2 separate regions of the Gossypium hirsutum genome follow, and region 2 is linked to region 1. The links are chromatin contacts, called in public Hi-C maps. All regions are on one chromosome and are shown on one strand. The core of a region is the stretch at or near the end of the contact, and the rest is flanking DNA. Distances in the headings are between cores, read along the strand shown. Region 1 holds the start of LOC107936808 (senescence-associated protein AAF, chlorolplastic). Region 2 holds the start of LOC107887342 (protein PTST, chloroplastic).

Region 1 (3,970 bases), core at 165-2,664:
AGCTTCTTTCAGAAATGATTTTAGTTTAAAGATTCTAGCTTTCCCTTCAGTCACCATGGGATGAGTGTTTTGTGGAGGATGAGGGGGTAGGAGAGGTGAGTTGGAAGGTATCGAAGGTGTGAATCTGGTGAGTTAGAAGGCAAAAAGGGAGTAGTAGAGTAATCCGGTGTGGTGGAACCATTGGTGTCTATATTTGGCCAAGGTGAAGGTGTAGGGAATGGTTGAGATGATGTAGTAATTAGAGTAAGCGGGGGAATGTGTGGTTTGAGGATGGAGTCAATATGGGAGTGTGATTTGGGTAGGAATGGGGACTGTGGTTGACTAAAGGAAAATACATGTTCCTCAAATCGAACATGCCATGAAACATATACACGACCGTTGGCATCTTGGCAGCGATATCCCTTGTGTTTTGGAGAGTATCCCAAGAACACATATGGGGCATAATGAAATTGCAGCTTGTGAGCATGATAAGGCCTCAAAAATGGGAAACAAAGACACCCGAATGTACGGAGAAACTTGAAATAACAAATTCTAAAACTAATCAATTCTACAACTCAGCAAAAATGATGAGTCATCATTTTTCAAATCTTATCAGGAGCAATTTTAGGATATGCTAATAATATGTGTGGAAACGTGAATCAAACTTTTTAAAATTAAAATTTTAAAATTAACCCTTAATGTTATAAATAAAAATAAAATTGTAAAAAAAATCAAATTATATAATGTATAAATATTGAGGATTAAACTTTTAAGAATTAATACTAAAGTAACATAATATATAAATGTTGAAGATTAAAATTCTAATTACATCAATTTTAAAAGTTGACAAGTTATATTTTCGTTAATAATTTAAAAGTTGATAACTAAAAAAGAAAAAAAATCAAATAGTTTAGTGATTGAGAAAAAAAAATTTATTAATAATTAGGTGAGTATAAGTATAATTTACTCAAAATTAAAAAGTAAATGCTTATCTAAATCTATTTCTAATGTATTGAATACCGACCATTAAAAAATTGAACAATCTATTTATCTCGATTTTTAATAATTGGAGTATCTACTTCAAATCTTTATGCTTACAAGATAATACTTTTGTTATAGGGGATAGGATAAAAAAAAATCTAGGTAAAGATGAACTGGATTTTAAATTTGCTACTACCAAATTACAGAAACACATTTTAATCGGAAAAAAAATAGTGCAGAAGAAGGAGAAGAAGAAAAAAAAACGGTGGCCAGAGAAACAATGTGTTTTATCCAGTGTGGATAAACATGCTCTCATTTGGACCAACAAAGCAAAATAATTTGACCCAAAATAAGCGAAGTTAAAAAATTGAAAAAATTAATAATGGCACCTCCAGCTCCAGCAACCCAATATCCATAACATCTGGCTAAGGCCATAATAATTGTCAGAAAAAGACCATAAACAATTTGTCCTTTTCCTTTAAGATCTCACAATAGCTGCAATCGTTGGATCTTTTGGGGCCACATGCTTTACTTGTGGTTACCATTTCATTTCCCAATTCCTTGCCCATTTGCTCATCTCTCTCGCACATTTAAACCCAACTTTTGTGCTTCGCTTGTCTCTCTCTTTGTTTCAGCCTGTGAAAATCAGTTTGTTTCAACAGGTCAGTATTAACCCTTTTTTTTCTTTGTATTATTGGTTTGATTGTTTATTTTTAGTTCATTTTAGTCCATTTATGGCTGTTTTATACTTTTTTTTCTTGGTGGGTTTTCATTGTTTTATAATTTTCTCCCCTTTTTGGTAAAACAGAGTTCATTTTTCCAGTGAATTTGTGGACTTCTCTATGTGTTTGTGTGTTTTTATTGCTTGATGACAATAGTTGGAACTGAATTATTAGAGAATTGAAATTAATTGTTTCTGATCTATTGATTGCTTCATTCAATCTTCGTCTTGAGCTGTTGGGACATTTGCCAAATGATACAATTACAGTATTCCCGGTACAAGTAACATAATGGCCCTAAGAGTGATAGTGTATTTTGTCCCTTCTACTTAAAAAATGACAAATTAGATCAAATAGAAAATTGATTTTTACATGATTGACAGAATAACCAAAAAGTGAAACATGGTGTATCATGTGTATCTTGTATTGACAAACATAGAGCAATTTTTAATAGTAGAAATGGACATAACAGAAGGGATAGTTTACTCTTTAATCGAACAAACATGGATTAATTTGTTCATTTTTTTTTAGTAGAGAAGATAAAATGTAATCTGAGTACTAGTACAGGCGCATTTATGGTACTTTTACCCCCTACTTTTACTAATAGGAAAACATGCATTTAAGCACCTTGAATCTATATCTTCAAGATTATTACAATACCAATGGTGTCAATTGAGCTAATGCTGAATAGACTATTTAAAGATTATTTTTGTGTGGCCTTGATTTAGATTTTGTGTTTTGCCTATAGCTTTGAGCTGTTCAAAGGGTGTTTCATTGGTGGTGGGCTTATTTTCATTGTTGATCCCTTCCATGGCATTTACTTCAAGCAAGGTCCCAAATGGGTCAGTTGTGACTAAGACTATTGGTAACACTAACCATCGTGGTAAAATCTATCCTATAACTCGAGGGTTTGATCATCGGAGACTGAGAAATACAGGTCTTTTGATGGCAAAGTTGAGGTTTCCAAACGAACGTTTGGGAAACATATATGAAAAACCTGGTGGTTTCGGTGTCACTCGAGGATCTTCCCTGATATGCTTGTCCTCAAGAACTCAAAAGTCTGAAACCGATTGCTCGGATGCATCTAGGTAAGATCGTAATTCTCGATGCTTGAACATAGTGATACTTTTTCGAGTTCATCTTAAACTTATTGTATGGTACTGTTTCGAGCCAGTGCACAGATTGCCGAAGGCGAAGTTGGTCATTCAAGCATGCATGGGAGAACTATACATTCAAGTCCCGGCTTGGCTGAAGCTTGTAGATTCGCTTGTAATGATGCAAAATTTGTAAATGAAAGGGCTCGTAACGACATTGTTTTGCTTTCTCGGTATTAAGCAATCCCTAATATCTGTCGAAATAGCTTGCCGTGATAATCATATGTTGGTATAATATTTGTGGTCATTCGGTAGCTTATTGTTGTGCTATTGTCCTGTTTCCTTCAGTGGAATAATGAGGCTGGATGCTCGTGCTCGTCAGGATGTCGCTATTCTCGGGTCAGGATTTCTTAAACTCGATGGTAAGCTCTTAATGAATTAGTGCACGAAATGCATTTAGCTAACATTTTAACCGAGACGGACTATGCTATGTAGCTAGGGCAAGAGAAGATACAGAAAAAATCGACCGAGGTGTGAAGAAAAAGGCCGAACGTCTTCACCATATTGCCACTGTATGTGTATTTAGTTAGTAAATTCCTTTTTCGTGGGATTAAGACAGATATCACAGTATCCTTGGATCTAATGTTGTAAAGAACCTTGTATCTTTTTAGATCTTAAAAGCCAAGGCCGAATCTAGATTGAAAAAGGCCGCTGATAAACATTGGAGTGACGGTGCATTAGAGGTACTTTTCAAATATTGATACATAGTTTTAATGTCTCGAAAAATATAGTATTCCACTTATAGCAATAAAATATATGAGGTGTTTCCATCCAGGCTGATCTGCGCCGTGCCGATTTCCGTGCTAAGCAACGTGCTATGGAGGATGCTCTAATGGCTTTGGAGGTGAGGTTCGATCTTATAGGATTATATCTGAAATCCTGTATTTGCGACAAAGAATGTAATCTATTCTACATTTGTATGCGTTTGTTGGTTGTCTGCAGTTTGTGAAAAACATTCATGACATGATGGTGAGCAAGGTGTACAAATTGTAAGTTCCCTGCATTGAATGATTATTGAGCATTAAAGTGTTAAATTTTGACCCTTTTTTGTTTGTGTATGTCTTATCCAGCCCATTGCGATGGGAAAAAGGTTCACTATCAGCTAATGATTTGATGCTCGAGAAAAACGGGAAGACT
Region 2 (3,872 bases), core at 184-2,683, 210 kb before region 1:
CCCTGATTTACGAAACTTGTAATACCGATCATGTGTGTAAGGATATTAAATGATGCTATATTGTTTTAGTGTGATCTACGATGCTAAAGCATGCCACAGTTCTGTTATTGATATTGATAGCATGATAAATCATGTTCACTGAGACTAATATATCTAAATGCATGTTAAAGACAAGCCTACTGTTTCTGTTAAAATCAATAACATGATAAAAACATGTTTACTGATACTAAAATACTGTATGCATGATAATTCATGCCTACTATTTTTGCCGCTGATCGCATGTTAAAATCATGCCTATTGTATTGTTTCTAGTATTGTTATAACATGTCATACTGCATTGTATTGGGGTCAAGACGATTTTGAAGTATGGTATTTTGTCAATGGCTACTCTCGACATATGACAGGTAATCAGTCTTATCTCACTAATTTTGAAGATTCTCCTGTTGGAAGGGTGACTTTTGGTGATGGGAAGAAAGGTCAAATACTTGATAAAGAGGCCTTGAATGTTTCTAGCATGCCTCATTTGAAGAATGTGTTGTTGGAGAATGATCTCAAAGCCAATCTAATGAGCATAAGTCAATTGTGTGGTCAATGTATGTTTATTACTTTTACAAAAGACAAGTGTTTTGTTATTACTAAAACTAATGAGAAGATCATGGAGGCTGCTCCCACTTTAGATAACTATTACAAGGTGGTGCAATCAGTCAATTGCAAAAGAGATATTATATCAAAATTAGAGTTATGGCATAAGAAGTTTGAGCCTGAAAACTCTAAGCCAGTCAATACACCTATGTTTGTTAATGAAAAGTTCTACACAAATGCTCAGGGAGTGCTCACTTCTGAGCACTCCCCCAACCACATTCAAAAGAATGATTGACACTCTACTTTATCTCCAAGTTAGTCGTCCCAATTTGGGCTCTAGTGTTGGTATTTGTGTCAGATATAAAGTTAATTCTAAAGAATATCATATCAAGGTAGTCAAATGAATTATTAGGCACGTGCATACTATCTTTGATCTTGGCATTTGATTTATTAAAAATAGTACAATGTACTTAATGGAATACAGTTATATTGATTGGGTTGAGAATATAGTAAATGCAAATATTCGAGTTTTTAAATTATAAGGGTTCAATATGTAACATTTCTTAAAAATATCATATTTTAAATTAATATTACATCGTTTAATTAAATCTATCTCATAAACATAAAACTTTTTCTCAATTATTAAAAAATAAACTAATTAACTGAGTTTACTAACTAATTAAGTGATGTTTAACAAACATAATAACAACTTAATTTAATATCATTCACATATTTAATTTTTAGTAGATTCGGCGCGTGTAAGATTTTGATTCACACGTGCAACATCGCACGTATTCAACTTTGTATGCCAGATGTCAAGTAAAGAAGCCTTAACACGTTTAAAGCTGAACATTCATAAATACTCGTCCAACAAAAAGCTCTCCTCTCCACGGTCTCAGAGCTAACTCCGATTCTCTGTAAGTTCTCTTTTTTATTTTTGTTAATTTTAACATTTTATTTATGTAAATGCTTGCAATCAACTTAAATTTTAGTTCTTAATTTTTTATAATTAATGGATTAATTGTTTTCAATGTGTTTGATTAAATGCCACTGTGGGAGGATTGAAATTTGGAAGCTGTTTCTTTTTCATTGTTCTTTGAAGAAAATTAGGGTTTGAAAGATATAGATTAATGGGTAGGATATCAATTTGGTAGGATTATACTTATTTGATGCTTTAAGTAAAATGATATATTTATGTCTTTTTGTTAATTCCTTTTAAGGGAACTGCAAATATCGTCTGATTTTAATCCAAGAAGATAGGTTTACAAGTAATGAGAATTGGGTCTTGGACTTCATTTTAGTTTTACGCAGGGACAAAGCGAAGTTTATCTTTGGGGGAGGGGGTCAATTAAATTATAAAATTTTAAAGAAGTCAAAGTACAATTTTATCTCTGTATATGCTTGTTATTTTAGAATTTTAAAGGGATTAAACTGAAATTTTTTAATCTTTGGGGGGCCAAAGTGTATTTTTACCATTAAGTTAACTTATAATTTAAAAAACTTAAAGGGAAGCATTGGCATAGTTGTGGCTAGAGTGTCCTGTAGGGTAATTTTGATTTATGTTAGATACATCAGTTCCTCCATTTGGTTTTCTTTTAGTAAAAAGCGCAAAACTAAAAGGTTGAGTTGCATTAATTCCCTGAGAAGTCTGTAGCATTATAATATTCTCTTTTTTGGGTATTCTTCATGTCCGTTTTACAGTCTATGGTCGGGGTTCGTGGCTGTCCCTCCCAATAATGCCTTCTCCAATTTTTGAACCTGGGCCTCCCCTTGGGAATGCAATGTGTCTTACCACTGCACCCAACACTTGTTAGTAGCATTATAATATTCTCTGATTAATGATTCAATCCACTTTCATGTGTAAATGTTTTGAGGTGTGGTGATTGTCACTAATAGAATTATGGCACAGAAGAAACGGTACTGTTATTAGCATTTAGCACTGTGTTATGGTGTCTCAAGTTATATAACCGGGGAAGCAAGTATGAATATAGCTCTGCCCTTTTGGAACTGTCGATCTGTCCCAAGTTTTCATTTTTTTGATGCTCTATTTAGAGATGCATTCATGAACAAAAAGGCTTCTTTACTTGTGACAATTTTTACTTCTACTTTCTCTGATAAATTTCTACTTCTAAGCTTTGTTTTTGGTCACTTTCTCTGAGGAAATTCCTTGGAATGGAGATTGCTACTACAAGGTAGGCCTTCGTGATTATTATATTAGATGTGACAATGAAGTTTTGTCTGAAATTTACTTTGCTAATTATAAATGGTTCTTGTTACGCTAGCTTCTCATTATCATGCTTACATTTCCTTGTGATTTTGTCAGGTGTTGTCCTGACAAGCAAGTGTCATGGTTTCCATTAAACCTCAGAGTATTAGACTGGGAAAATACCCACAGATTTCAATGTACGTTGAGTGTCCGGAAACTAATGATGAGTAATCAAAGGTTGGCTTATTTGAGTATAGATTCTGGTAGAAAGCAACATAGGAGCCCTATTGTCTGTAAGACATATGCCATCCATGCTGGTTTGGAGGAATCCTCATCTCTACAGTCAGAAGATCCTTTTACTGAAGATGAGCATACTTCCGAAGATTCACCAGAGCAGCTTCTTGCTAAACCACTAAGCAGTGAAGAGGTAAACTTGCATAATTATTTGTAAATACACCTTTTTTTTTTTGCTAAAAAAGCAAATTTAAAAATGAATAGAAAACAAAAGGCAAATGGTAAAATCATCAACCAAAAGGGGCCTTGTGCATCATAACTTGTTTGAATGTAATTGTATATATATTTTCACTTAAATGTTTAATGTTAATGTGTATATGCCATTGTGCAGCAGCTGAAATCCCTACTGGCTGACTCTGAGAGGGCAAAGCTCACCAAAAAACTAAGTGAAGCTAACCAGCAAAACCGCTTCCTAAAACGACAGGTTTGTACATGTATATATTGAGTTAAGGTCTTAGCTTAGATTTGGCATCACACTGAGGAAGAAAAGGTTGGCCAACCATGAAATAGATATATTGCTTCTTTGTTCTCCCAACGGAAATTTTCTCTCTTTTAATGTTAAAAACTTTTGTATTACCGGCTTGAAGAGAGTTCTGTTCATTTAAATGTAAATAGGAAGCACCAAGTTCAGCAATAATGTTCTGAAGAATTTTGGTAAAAGACAAATTGGTGCCCAAAACACTTCATGAATAGAGTTTGATCATATTCTACAATCAAGGTTTTTATATCTCTAAACAGCGAAACAAGCCAAGAAATTTCGTGACTTATGTGATATCGCTTTTACAGTGAA

The links. A called contact is a pair of places that touch in the nucleus more often than the background predicts.
Region 2: a Hi-C map of hypocotyl shows a contact between it and region 1, with 2.1 times the contacts expected there. The contact joins the promoter of LOC107887342 here to the promoter of LOC107936808 in region 1. A contact is called at or near these places in 4 of 34 Hi-C or Micro-C datasets (hypocotyl, leaf and seedling).

What each region holds. Positions count from the first base shown.
Region 1 is chrA07:11,891,788-11,895,757 of Gossypium_hirsutum_v2.1, reverse strand. LOC107936808 (senescence-associated protein AAF, chlorolplastic) reads left to right here and starts at 1,414. Exons shown (of 13, transcript XM_016869575.2): 1 at 1,414-1,622; 2 at 2,428-2,767; 3 at 2,854-3,006; 4 at 3,122-3,195; 5 at 3,269-3,345; 6 at 3,445-3,516; 7 at 3,609-3,677; 8 at 3,776-3,822; 9 at 3,904-3,970. The coding sequence starts at 1,484.
Region 2 is chrA07:12,104,146-12,108,017 of Gossypium_hirsutum_v2.1, reverse strand. It overlaps LOC107887342 (protein PTST, chloroplastic), which reads left to right and starts at 1,433. Exons shown (of 8, transcript XM_041117573.1): 1 at 1,433-1,499; 2 at 2,742-2,774; 3 at 2,906-3,215; 4 at 3,417-3,506. The coding sequence starts at 2,755.